Linked DNA regions of Zea mays: region 2 is linked to region 1. The links are chromatin contacts, called in public Hi-C maps. All regions are on one chromosome and are shown on one strand. The core of a region is the stretch at or near the end of the contact, and the rest is flanking DNA. Distances in the headings are between cores, read along the strand shown.

Evidence for each region. Hi-C and Micro-C count contacts between places; a contact is called where the count stands out from the background.
Region 2: a Hi-C map of endosperm shows a contact between it and region 1, with 1.7 times the contacts expected there. The contact joins the promoter of LOC100274830 here to the promoter of LOC100272437 in region 1. A contact is called at or near these places in 5 of 25 Hi-C or Micro-C datasets (bundle sheath, ear, endosperm and 2 more).

The regions. Positions count from the first base shown.
Region 1 is chr4:201,896,238-201,903,032 of Zm-B73-REFERENCE-NAM-5.0, forward strand. LOC100272437 (MAP3K-like protein kinase) reads right to left here and starts at 3,103. Exons shown (of 6, transcript NM_001146911.1): 1 at 2,681-3,103; 2 at 1,321-1,419; 3 at 907-1,207; 4 at 600-823; 5 at 375-461; 6 at 1-270. The coding sequence starts at 3,031. The coding sequence ends at 85. It overlaps LOC100217158, which reads right to left. Exons shown (of 4, transcript NM_001143523.1): 2 at 6,759-6,795; 3 at 4,857-4,972; 4 at 3,628-4,663. The coding sequence ends at 4,058.
Region 2 is chr4:202,391,091-202,398,767 of Zm-B73-REFERENCE-NAM-5.0, forward strand. LOC100274830 reads right to left here and starts at 3,452. Exons shown (of 2, transcript NM_001149098.2): 1 at 2,508-3,452. The coding sequence starts at 3,385. The coding sequence ends at 2,510.

The DNA.
Region 1 (6,795 bases), core at 1,853-4,352:
GCTCATCTCATGGGACGATGCTCCTATCAGCTCGCAGAGCATGTAGCAAGAGCAGCAAAACCAGTCACCAATGCCGCTCGGCTCTCACGAGCGCGACAAAAGAAGCAGAGAAGCCAGTCCCAGCAAGAAGCTCCATTGCGAGGACAGGGCCATCGTTCCAGCGCTAGCATCGCCGCCTGCTGTTGAGCCTCTGCTGCCGGGGGTGGATGCCTTGGGCGGTGACGGCGGCGGCGGTGGGGGTATCACGCAGGTCCCGAATGTCGAATTCGCCTGCTCCTCATTTGCCACCAGAGTAAGCAAATAACGTCGAATTTGTGTGACATCATGTTGCTGTTCAGAGAAATGAAATGAAATGAATTCAGACAGAGCTATACCTTGCAATACGCGATGTTGTCGCATCCGCACACCATATGACCGTTCGCAATGTCCGTAGCCAAGGGAGCTCCTCCACCGTCACTTCTCTGCGTCATTAAGATTTATAAGATGTCAGACTTCTTAACAAAGCTACTACATGATCCTTAACAATGGCAGAATGAAGCCTGGCCCTGACAAAACAGTTTCAGACTTCTCAACAAAGCTACTACATGATCTTCGCGTACCATGTAAAAATCAACAGCGATGTAGTTCGGCCACCGGTTGCCTGAAGCGTCATGGCACGTCTTCAGCATGCTGTCGAGTGGCGCCGAATTGTTCCCGCAGGCACCGGTCTGGCTCGGGTTAGTCGTGAAGAAGTTCATCAGGACAAGCGACTGGCCTTTGGAATCCATGGCCGGAGACTCTGCGCGGTTGGGGCATTTGCCTGCTACCATGCCCTCATCTCCGTCTGTGTGGTGGACAAAGAAAACCTGATCAGCAAGAGCGTCAAGGAAAAGGGAACTAAAAAATCATGTACACAAACCTACATACATTGGTTCTCCACGACGTAGTTCCACTCATACGCGATCCCCTCGCTCGCCTCCTTGGCTCTCTTTGAGGTGAAGACTAGCAGGCGCTGGTTCTGGCTGATCATGTCCTTGAGCAGAGGCCAGTCGCCGCCGCTCTTCGGCATCTTTGCCACCGGGAACCAGTACTTCGTGAGGCCGGAGGCGTTGAACACTCTCGGCAAGGACCCTACCGCGGTGTAGTCTTCTAGGAAGATCGTGACCACTTGCGACGGGTTCGCGTCGAGGAATGTCTGGATCTCTTTGAACACATTGATGGCAGGTTGCTGAGTGGATAACAGGGTAGGAAAAAAAAACTCAAGATTAGAGTTACACCTCAAGTGAACTTCTTTTTTTTTTCAGGAGAGTGGAGAGATGTATGTATAGCTGACAATCTTACGAAGGCAGTGAAGTTGTAGCATTTTCCTTGGAACGAGTGGCACAACCAGACATCGTTGTCGAAGTCGTACGTGTCGAGCATCAGGCCCCTAACACCGTTCTGCACATAACCAGGTACAGGTCCCATGGTTAGCATCTTATGCACAACAAACGGTTTGGTTAGGCAAAACTCTGGCAGATGAGCACGAAACGATAGTAGTGGTGAGCAACAAACCAACTCATCTGTTGACCACCAACTGAACATTGGAGTCAATTTGAGCTCAAGTTCCAGATGACACCATTTGGAAAGATAAAAAGGGGCAGTGTGTATGACATGGCAGGTGAGATAAGTGTGGCCCCTTCATTTTCTTAAGAAGGAAGCAACCGATGCCTGAACTGGACAAGATCTCTGTGCTTAACAACTTGAAGCAATCAAACCAACAACCCATACGCTTTCTCTACTGAAGAATACAGCGAGTGCCACCCATGTTTCATGAGTTAGGTAGAGCTTGTTTAAATTAAAGAGGAATAAGTACCAGCCCGCATGGGGGCACATGATTCGTTCTTTCCTACAACAATCCATGGTGGCATAATAGTGGCCATGGGCAGAGAGGTACAACCATATGAATGCGGATAAACAAAAGGCGCTAATCAGTCTGCATAAAGTAACTGGTGGAATAGCTAGGCACATGCACATTATTGTGCAGTAACACTGTCAATCTGTGCTAGATGTTCATGCCTTTTTTTTCAGAGTGAAACTTTAGCTATCGGTTGGTGGCACAGGTCCGTGGGGAAGACATCTGCCATGATTCTAGCTGTGGAAAAAAGGGGGCTTGGGCGTGTATGTGCTGATGAATTGAACCAAAGCATGGAGTTACTTTTGTGTGCTGTGGACTTGCGATGGTAATATTCCTCCGTCCGATAGACAAATTGAAGGCAAAAGGTGGAAACAGTGTGCTGTGCGTGCTTTTGGTCACGGGGTGGAGTGGGGATGGAATGTCCTACTATGTTCCATTCCATGAGCAGTCCAACGGAAGCAGAGCAGAAAGGTCCAGTTTTTCCTTGACTGTTAGGAAGAGCCTGAGTTCGATCTGGAAGAGAACGGCGCAGGCTTTTCTTCACCTATGTTTTTTTTTGTTTGGTTTGGTACTCCTAGATTTTGCTGGACATGTGTTGTAGTGAAGACGATACAGAAGGTGATGCTATCTATGTGGTAGTTAAAAAGAGAGATAAGAAGAACAAGTGAGCTCGATGCAGTTTCCATTCCCAGCGGCGCCGGCGTCGGAGCGGAAGGCGGAAGCGGTTAGACGACCTGAGCTGGCCTCAGCAGTGGAGAGGCCGGGCGGCAAATGAATGGATGAAACGGGAACTGGTTGGGTTACCTTGAGCTGCGCGGTGACGGCGTCCTCCTGGTTGGTCTCGGTGATGAGCGCGGAGCCGGTGGCGGAGGCGGCGCCGGCGAGGGCGTAGGAGTTGTGGGTGGTGAGCCACGAGTAGTTGTTGAAGGGGAGGCCCGTGCCGTGGGTGGCCGGGTCCACGGGGCTGGCGCGCGTGCAGATGCTGCCCCCGCCGGCGCCGCAGGGGCTGCAGTGCAGGCCGGAGCCGCAGCCGCCGCCGGAGGAGGAGGAGCACGCGTCGCCCACCTGCGCCGCCGCTGCCGGGTGCGCAAACGGCAACAAGAGCAGGGCGGCCCAGAAGAGCGGCAGCCGTGGCAGGAGACGGGCAGGCGCCATTGATTGATTGGGATGGACGGCAACGGCGAGGGCCGAGGAGGACGAGCAGGAGGAAGCGGCGAAGCGCTCTCGTGGTGGTTTGGTGAGGACTGAGGAGGACAGAGGACTCGGCCTACAACCTTTTTTTTATTGCAACAGCACAGCTACACCATTCTTATGAGATGTAATTTAATAAAGAGATATAAGAGAGTTCTATGAAAAATAAAAGAGAGTAGAATAAAACTTTAGATACACTATTTACTAACAGTTATTAACATGGCGGCCGCATAAAACTATCCGTTGATTGACCTTACTAATCAAGGGCTAATTTGGGAACCATATTTTTATTTTCTTTTTCCCAGGAGAGATTTAAAACAAAAGGAAGGCGAAAAAACTCGCTGATTTAAAACAAAAGGAAGGAGAGATTTAACATGGCGGCCGCATAAAACTAGCCGGAGGCGGAAGGACAGCACGGCACGTCGCATGTTTTGTTCTCCGTCTGCACGGGTGCCAGCCAAAGCCATCTTTTGTCATCAGTGACCAACAACAACGTGTTGGGAGGTTGGTTGGCTACAAGTCGTTGCTAGTGTTGGTAGGATTTGTTACCATTGCCAATTCAAATCACAACTCCGTCTTCTCCTGCTGCCTGTCATCATCAGCAAACGCCCACTGTCCATGACACACGACAAATTCAATATACATACATACCTTGCTACCAATTCAACATCTAGCCTAGCTACAACATTTCCCAGGCCAGGTAACCCTCATCTAGAACAAACAATGTCAACATTTCTCAGCCAACTAGGGAGCATTCAAGCCCAAGTTGGCTGCTTCCATTCGTACCCACACAAGATCTATTAGACTTGAACACATCTGGATTGACTACCTCACTGTCTGTCTCATCATGTATAATTTAGCTTCCATTCAAATTCTGAGCATCCTTTTCGTTTCAAATATGCATAACCAGCATGCTCTCCACACACTGCTGACTGAACAAGCACGACACACACACACACACACAGCTCGCGTGGAAAGGGACACTTCCATTCACATGGGCTTCCACACGCTGAGCACCTCCTGGAACATGTCGTGCATGAGCTCGCGGTCCGCGTGGTGGAAGAAGCCGTGCATCTCGTCCCTCACGTCATAGATCTTCCCGAACACGAACAGGTAGGTGAGGCACCCTTTCTTCAGCCGCTCCAGCCGGTACAGCCACGCCACGTGGAGCCGCTCCAGCACGTTGCCCGAGCCTATGTCCTCCAGCAGGCTCTCCTCGCAGCAGTCCTTGATGTCGCCGATCCCGTACTTGTCCGCCGCCGCCAGCAGCGGCAGCCGGTGCTTCCAGAACTGTCCCTGCTCGATCGTCCCGTACACGAAGCCCAGCAGCGCCGAGCACGACTCCACGCACATGTCGCCGATGTCCACCGTCGACGACTCCTTCTCCCTCAGGTCGTGCACGAACATGCTCTTGAACACGGGGGAGCACGCCGCCAGCACCGCCTTGTGCGCCTTCAGCACCCCGTCCGTCGTGTTGATGGTCACGTCCGCGTGGATGGAGTCCGCCAGCATGCGCGACAGGCAGCCCAGGGCGCTCTTGCTCGCGATCTTCTGCACCATGCCTTCGTTTGGCCACACCGATGACGATTCCGTAGCCTATAACAACAGTTAGCAGCACACTGGGCAGCATTAGCATATCATTAGCTAACAGCAAGAGTGAGGAATCTCCCAAGTCATTAACTGCTGTCAAAACGATTAGCACTAAAAATGAGGACTACTGAATGTCGCATGAATCACGTTTGTCTGAATTGGATTTAAAAAAAAGGACGAAGCTGGAATGGATACTTGCATTGTTCGTGGCTATCCTCAGGTCTAGAAACTCAACATCAATCGTAAAACGCCCATGGGACATCGCATCGACTTGCCATACAAAATCATCGCTGGTACGCAGAAGATGCTCGTGCACTGCCACAGGACAAGGATAAAACAATCACATTTATCAGAATAAGAGACAAGTGAAGTCATCAGTCATCAAACCACAGAAACAAGGGAGATTATTTGTGTATCAGGGTTCAGGGAGATTCTCCAGATCATTCGTCACTAGATTAGAGTCTGGTTCACGGTGCACCCAGCATCAGTATTAGAAAAATAATACCATGTAATTTTTTTTATGAAACAATTTATCATCTCACGTGAGTTTTGCAAACGAATTTCACCGAATTGGCAAACATTTTTTTTACTAAATTGCAAATGGAAACTTTTGTGCGGCAAAACCCCATGATAAAATTCTAGGTCTGCCCCTGCAGCCATGGTCTTTTATATGGGCAAAGGGATGCCTCATGTCCAGTCCAGTTAATCGCTGCTTCACATTTGCAATACACATTTTTGTATCCTTCATGAAGCAGCAGCATATCAACACTGCTATTTACTGGATTGGAGAGCTTCAAATTACTTTCCTGGTTGGTAACCAACTGTTGGAGGCTTTGGAATGCTTTTCGATAGTGTTTGGTTGGATCTTTTGTAACAGTATTTTATTACAGTGGCACTTGATAATGTTAGATTGTGTTTGTTTCGCATCCACAGTAAACACATCACGCCGTAGAGCGATATGGCCTTATAGAAACCTGATACCACTCAAACCCGAGTTTGGTCTATTCCATCTCCCCCTCGATATCTTCGTCCAGTTCGTGCCCTGTGATGGCGCCATGCCATTACGCCCCCCGCCCATTACTACAGTCTCTTCACATCCTAGCGTGACTCCACCCACCCATTCCCTTTCTCTCTGCTTTATACAATCTCATCCTGGATATGCAACTGGCTGCAGTGCTCCCACAACCGCCACCCACACATGAGCTCGGGAATCCAATCCGCTCCACTCCGTAGGATCGGAGGAAGATGTCTAAGAATCCGATGGTTGTCGTCAAAGGAGAAATGCTGATTTCCCCTTGCTCACGCCGTGAGGGCCTCCTCGAGCTGGATCAACATCGCGGACACCTGCTCCACTGCCTTGGCCTTGTCTCCATCGTCCATGTCCCTTAGCCACCCGAAGAATCGTCAGGACCATGCGCCTCAGCGGTCAAGCATGCGTTTACGATCAGAAACTAAACAATTTATATCTTTCCATTTGCAGTGTCTTCCTTTATTGTTTGTGTTAACGTTTACAAAATGCAACAAAACAGCAGCTTCCTGTAAAGTAAAACTCAAAGCAGCAGCAGCAGCATCTGACCACATTTTCTGATAATTCCTAAATTTTTTTATGGTTTTCTACAGATGATATCATTAATTGAGATTCATTACTCAGATAGTGGATCATGACAATTTTGCTGAGCCTTCCTGTGAGGAATACTATGACAAGAACCGGAATAGGACAGTTTATAACTACTAGTCATAGGCTTAGGGCCTGTTTGTTTAGTATTATAATCTGCCTAGATTATATAATCTAACTTAATTTGAACTCACACTTAGTTCAAAATAAGTTAGATTATATAATCTGAGTAGATTATATAGTTCAACCCTGTAAAGGTGGAAAATAGAATATATTCCCCCCTAAAAAAAGAACAGAAATAACTCACAGGCATCATGGGAATGGCCATCTAATCAGCCTAAAGTTGGTCACTCCACAGACATGTATGTCATGTAAATATGTAATCTACTAATGAGTAGTGATGTTCAAGAAGCACGAGGCAATTATTGGTGTAGGGTAAAGAAAGTCTGAATCTTGAAGAATCTAATGGAAGTAGGTAGGCAGTACCAGGGGAGACGCAGGAGCGTCGCGGCGGGCCGGCCCA
Region 2 (7,677 bases), core at 2,202-4,701, 500 kb after region 1:
TCCAATTCAAAGGTTTGCCAGGTATTAATAGGTTGGAAGTTAGAACGCCTAATATAAGGGAATAGTGAAGCCAGGTCAGTCAAGCATCTGTTGGGTTCGTTACTATATTTTTCTCTATTCACAGTATTATACGCATAAGACACTTGACACCAACATTGATTCACAAAAGAAAACATTTCATGAAGGGCAGGCCCGGTGCAGTGGTGAGAGCTGTCTCAATGAATCACTAGGTTACGGGTCTTCATGTGGGAGCCTCTAGCACTAGATCTGCCCTCATAACCAATTGAACAAATAGCTTGAACAAACAAGGACATGAAATGGAAGCCAACCGCTAGCTCCTTGAAACCCAAACTGAGGTGATGTAACCAAAACCTCCATTAGCCAACAAACACAATTTTGATGGGTAGTGGCACACTTTATAAATAAGAAAAAGACATACTATGGAGTGGCAAACAAAGTTGGTACAAAAGTGAATCAAGCACCACCTATATTAGTTCAAATTAACTGTGTCGTTAAAATATCTTTCCTAGGCGCTAAGGACCAAGCTGCCAAATGCCTAATCACGGCTAGGCACCTGACATCAACATGTCGTTAACATGGCATTGTGCATTATTTTGCTTTAATTTGACTCTGCATTCCATGGGAAATGGATTTATGAAACCAAACTCTAAAAGAACTGTTTAATAGAACTACTTGCAAGTTTGCCAGGTTTTCTATTGCTTAACATAGGAAACTAGTGAACCCAGGCTTAGTCAAACATCTGTTGGCCTCTTTAATACATTTTCTCTGTTTCTAGCACCATAATGACACATTGACACTGCCTCATTGACATTTGACTCCAACATGCCACCGCCAATGAAAATACCATGTTAGTATTTCCTATCTACTTTCAAATGAAGTGGTGCACATGAACAAAGACAAATAGAAAACAAGCAAAGGCTACGTATTTTGCACGCCACATCAGAATCACACTTACTATCACCACATATATGCTAGTCCTATGGTCCACACAAAAAACTACATTGCCTGGAATCCGCAAGTTGAACTAAGTTTGGAACTGAGGGAGTATGCCTTATATTCATCTGGCTGAAATTTCTCAATAAGCATTTTCTAAAGGTACGAAGAAGGGGATTTAAATTTTCTTAGCAAACACAACTGATGCCTAAGTGATACAGCCAGAACTATTGCCAGTTCATATGAATTGCTACAAAAATTGCCCGTGTGCGCGATAGGAGTCATCATCCCACCTGATCAACTCTGTCACCAACGTAGCGTTTGATGCTTTTTTAACCATTGCATGTCATATACAAAAAATCTGGTAGGGCCAACCATACATGGAAGAAAACAGAAAATCCTAATTCCTAACCTCTGGCTGCAATGATCTTTTGTGCTCAGTTCACCATGCATGAATGAACACCTAACAGATTCTATAAAAAATAAATTAATAGTTTGAATTTAAAACAACCTTAAATCTTTCAATTCAAAGGTTCGCCAGGTATTCAGGTAATAATAGATTGGAATAGTTATAGATTTGTTGGGTTCTCTGTAGCTTATGGAATAGTGAACCCAGGTCAGTGAAGCATCTGCTGGGTCATTTGATATATTTTTCTCTATTCACAGTATTGTACTCATAGTCTCATACTTCTGTTGACACTTGAAACCAACACATCACCAACATTGATTCACAAAAGAAAACATTTCCACTTTGCTCAAATCCAATTGAACAAACAAGGTCATGAATGGAAGACAAATGCTAGCGACTTGAAACCAAAACGGAGGCAACACTTTTTATGTAACAGAAAACTTCCATCAGCCAATATCCAATACAGTTTTGATGGTTCACTGCATGCTTTGCAAATAAGAAAAAGAAAGATAATAATGAGTTGGCAAACAAAGTTGGTACATAAGTGAATCAGGCACCACTTCAAGATTCACTCTACCTAGGTGCTACGAGCCAAACTGCCAAATGCCTACTCACAACTAGGCACTTGGCGACTTGGCGTATTGGTATGAGCCTGTTGCTGACCTGGCGTTGTGTGGTCTTTTGCTTTTATTTGACTGCATGGCATGAAACGATTCCACAAAATTAAAAAAAAAACATTCACATTTAATAAAACTAGGTTTACCACACTTTCTGTTGCTTAGCATACAAAACTAGTGAACCCACAGGGTTAGTCAAACATATTTGGCTTTTATACTACTTTTTTTGTTTATAGCACCAATGACACTGCCTTTGTCATTTGACTGCAACATGGCACCGCCATTGACAATCCCACATTATCGTTTCCTATCTGGTTTCAGGAAAACGAAGAGGTTGTGCACAAGAACAAGGACATCTAAATATAATACAATCGAAGGCTATGTATTTTGCACGCCTCATTAGGATCAGACATAACACACAGGGTCCACACAAAAACTACACTGTCCTGGAATGCGAAGTAAGATTAAGGCATCGATAGAAAAATAGAAATGCATGATCGGAGTGTAAAATCACCATGACTACTAACCTTCACAACACGACATCGCACCTTCTTGGCGGCCCATCGAAGGCCGCCTCAGTGGAATTCTTCCCGCGGAAAACCACCTTGACGCCATCGCACATAACCCTCATGACCCTCCGGCGCGTGCGCCAGCCACCTCTGTCGAAGACGGCGACGGCCATGAGCCTGACCTCGACGTCGACAGCGCCCCCGGCGCCGGTCTTGAGCGCTGCGGCGTCGTCGGGCCCGACGTAGGCATCCTCTACGACGAGGCGGAAGGCGATCGTGGTGGTGTTGCCGGGGCCCTGGCCGAAGGGCGCGAGCGAGGCGACGGCGAGCGGGGAGGAGGGCGCGAAGGAGACGGATGCGAGGGGTGAGAAGTAGGCGACGGAGAGCTTGGCGTTGGGGTTGGCGGCGAGGAGGGCAGCGTCGAAGGAGGCGGAGAGTGAGGAGTTGGCGGGGGAGTAAGCGACGCGGGAGAGGGCCAGGGAGGTGAGGGAGAAGGCCGGGGCGCGCGGGCGGAGGAGGAGCCAGACTATGAAGGTGGCGGCGCCGAGGAGAAGGAAGGCGCCAACGACGGCGGCGAGGAGGCGGCGCAGGCAGGTGGGCGGCGGCGGCGGGTGGGCCGCGTAGTGGTGGTGCGTCGGCGGGGGCGGGGGATACGGGTAGTGGTGGTGCGGCGGCGGGTGATGGTGGTGAGGAGGGGCGGGGTAGGGGTACGCGACGCCGAAGGTCGCCGGAGCGGAGCCGTTGGCGGCGGCGGCGGCGGGCGGCGCGGCGGCGAAGTAGGCGCTGGGGTTCCCGTTGGGGGCGGGGTAGCCCATGGCGGGGGCCGGCGGGGCCGGGGGCTTGGAGTTGGGATGGTCGGGCGGGTGAGCGGAGGAGGACGAGGAGGAGGGCTGCATGCTGGAGATCCGGCGGAGGAGTGGCGCGGCGCTGGTCGGTGAGAGCAGGCGAGCGGTGGTGTTGTTGTGGTGGGGTTTGCTTTCGGTTCAGCGATGGATGGTGATTTAGGATCTGCTCCTCACTACTGGCCGTGGGACGTTGAGATTGAGACGGCGGCAGCAGCGCGGGCGTCTCTCTCTCTCTCTCCGCGTCTGCGTGCCTCCTTTTCCTGCTGCTATGCCTGCGCGTGGGTCGGTTCACAGGTGGCCTGCCATAGATTGGGACGTCGGAGTACGCGGCGATAAATCCTGTTCCGTTCCGTCTTTTTCTCGAACGAAGTTTTACTCCCACTCCGTTCCTTTGTGGGCGGGTATTTATCCTAAACATCGAAAATGTGGGACAAATTTATTATTTTAAATATATATTATAAAGAATTTATTATAATTTTTAGTTATGTTGTTAAGCACATTATAAAAAATAAAAATAAAGCTTTTGTGCATTATTTGCTCCCTGTATAAAAAGTAAAAAATCATCCGAATTCAAATCTGTATCCGTATCCGAATTTTGTATTTTTCATTTGACAAATTATAGAACAAATTTAAGGTTCACCTGTTATGAATTTTAACAAGCTTAATGCTAAAAACAAAAACAACAACCTTAATGCTAAAAACAAAAACATAGGTTTGCATGACATATTTTATATCCTAATTATTCATAATAAAAAAGACCAAAAACTTAATATCCCAACAAGTATCATTCGGATTCATCCATACAAGCTCTATACTTCATGGCAAGACGTGTAGAGGACTTCAAGGATCGAATGTGTTGGCGCCGATCCGGGCGCTAATCACTGCATTGAGAACCGGCGGCGGTGCTCTGCACAGGCGTGGACGGTCCGTGGCTAGGGACCGGACGGTCCGCGAACTGGAGCAGGGCTAGGGTTCCCTGCCTGACGGGCCGGACGGTCCGAGCCTATAGGCCGGACGATCCGCGCGTGCGCAGGTGCGGCCGAGTTCGTCGACGGCGCCTGAATCTCGCTCCCGGGAGGGACCCCGTCGGGGAGGAGAGATTCTATGTGTTATCTAGGGTCAGCAGGCTGACCTAGACACCTCTAATCGACGTAGAGCCGAAGAGAAGCGAAGAATTTGGGGATTGAGAGGCTAAACTAGAACTAAACTAGAACTACTCCTAATGCCTAAGGTAAAAACGAGAGATAAACTGATTATTGATTTGATTGTTGATGATTAATCAGCCGTATTCCTCTGTATTTATAGAGGAGGGGGCTGGACCCATTACAAACAAATTTCTCGAGTCAATTCCGCGAATCTAGCCAATAACTGTAGCAAGAAACTCGGAACCCTAACTGACTCTGCGCGCGCGGACCGTCCGCACGGTCATTTTTGCTCTCCAACATATGCCCCCTGCCCTTTGGCGGAGCTGAGCGAACCAAAAGCAACTAACTCGATGTGATCACATCGGTTTTCTTAGACTTCTTGCCACATATTAGGATGGTACTGCTTGAGGAAACGCCCGTTTAACGCCTTAGGCAAATCTTTGCCTTGTAATATTTGCAATTAGTAGGCGTTACCGGACATCACCTGTGTGACTCTGTAAGGGCCTTTCCAGCTTGGCGACCACTTCCCAAACTTCCGGTCTTTGCTCCTTAGAGGCAAGATAGTCTTCCATACCAGGTCCCTTACCTGGAACGATTTAGCCTTGACCTTCTTGTTGTAAGCTTTGGCGACCATGACCTTGTCCTTTTCTATTTCTCCTAAGGGCGTCACTCTCTTGTCGGTCACTTCATCAATATTGTCCATCATTGAATTATAATAATCACCGACAGTCAGATCATTTTGCTTGGCGAACCTGACAACATTTAAACTTATCTCTGCAGGTAACACTGCTTCCTGCCCATAGACAAGCTCAAACGGAGATACTTTAGTAGCACTGTGTTTAGATATTCTATGAGCTCATAAAGCTTCGGACAAAGTTTATGCAACTACTTAGGATTATCAGATATCTTCTTTTTTTATCAGGCTAATCAATGTCCTATTACTAGACTCGGCCTGTCCATTGCCCTGGCCATAATACGAAGATGAATTGAGTAACTTAATTCTATAAATTCAGCAAACTCACGTACCTCCTTTGACATAAAATAAGCCCCCTGGTCTATAGTCAAAGTCTGGGGAATGCCGAATCTATGAATAATATGCTCAGTTATGAACTCAATTACCTCTATGTGTGTCATGTTCTTTAGAGCAACGGCTTCAGTCCATTTGGTAAAGTAGTCAGTGGCAACTAACACGAACTGATGCCCTTTTGATGATGAAGGATGAATCTCTCCTATAAAGTCCAATCCCCATCCTTGAAAGGCCAAGGCTTAATGATAGGATGTAATTCGGCTGCAGGGACCAACTGTAAGTCGTCGATGTTTTGACATACTTGGCATCCTTTGTAGTACTTGAAACAATCAGCTACCATGTTAGGCCAATAGAAGCCAGACCTTCGCAATAACAACTTCATCTTTGAAGCCGATTGATGGGTACCATAAATCCCTTCATGTACTTCGGCCATGTCTAATATAGCATCACCTGGGCCCAAGCATTTAAGTAGGACATCGTTGCCTGTTCGGCGGTAGAGTTCATCACTTATTAAAATATACTTAAAAGTTGTACGCCGAACGTTCCTATCCGTCCTAACACTGGGATTTTGTAGATAATTATGGGTGTCCTCCAATCGCTTGCATCAGCTTCATTACCAGCCGAATCAATCAGGAGAACCTTCCTGGCAGCCTCGAACGGACCGGAACCCTCACCTGGACGGTATGCGACTTGGGGAATTGGCCCTGTACTGGTTATCAGATTTTAGGTGTTGTGAAATTTCCCTCGTTTTATCCGATAACCTGATGCATCTTGTGCCAAATTGTTAGTTCTGTGATTCTCAACTCTAGAGATGTGTCGAATGTTGAATTCGTCAAAAGAATGAATTATGCCCCCAACATTCTTCAAGGTAATTGTTTAAAGTACCATCAAAACATTGATACTCTTCTAATACCTGTTGGACAACTAGCTGAGAATCACCAAATGCCTTCACATGTTTTACTCTCATAAAATTTAAAAGTTCCAAGCCAAACAAAAGGGCCTCATATTCGGCTTGATTGTTAGTGCAATGAGTTTTCACTTTTCAGTCGGCTAGAGGTCGAAAGAGACATTACTTGGTGAAACAAGCACGATGCCAATTTCTTGTCCTTCAGTGCAAACTGATCCAACAAAATATAAAGTCCAGAGAGTAACAGTGAGGTATGATATGTCTAGTTTGAGTATCATTGATCCGATATTCTACAATAAAATCTGCTACGACCTGGCCTTTCATAGATTTCAATGGTTCATAGGTCAAGTCATATTCTATAAGTGTATAAGCCCATTTACCAATTCTACCACTCATAATCGGGTTTTGGAACATGTATTTGATCACATTGGTTTGACCGGAAACGATGCAATGAGTAGACAACAAATAACATCTACACTTGGTGCATGCATAAAACAAGCATAAGCATAACTTCTCGATGAAAGTGTACCTCGTTTCAGCATCCACCAGCCTCTGACTTAGGTAGGCTACCACATGCTCCTTTCCTTTGGTCTCTTGCGTCAGAATAGCTCCAATAACTTTATCTTTAGCTGTAATGTATAATCTGAACGGTACTCCTGCCTGTGGCGCTTTTAACACGGGAGCCGAAGACAAATACTTTCTAATGAGATCAAACGCTTCTTGTTGTTCTGCCCCCAGGTGAATTCGGCATCATTTTTAAGCCGAAGGATAGGAGTGAAGGCATCAATTTTCCCGGCTAGGTTAGAAAACCTCCGTAAATAATTTACCTTGCCGAGGAACTTCTGCACTTCAAGCTTACAGGTCGAAGGTCCCACATTCCGAATGGATTTAATTCGGTTAGGGTCTATCTCTATACCATGTTCATGAATGATGAATCCTAAGAACTTACCAGCTGATACTCCAAAAGCACATTTACGTGGATTCATTTTCAGACCATATCGACGCATTTTATCAAAGGCTTTGCACAAATCGGCTATATGAGAACTAAACTCAGCCGATTTGACTACAATATCATCAATGTAGACTTCCACAGTGTTTCCCAACAGTTCGTGAAAGATCAAATTCATAGCCCTCTGATAAGTAGCACCAGAATTTTTCAGACCAAATGTCATGACAACCCACTCAAAAAAACCAATGAAGCCTAGACATATAAAGGTTGTTTTAGACGCATCTTCTTCGGCCATGAAAATCTGATTATATCCGG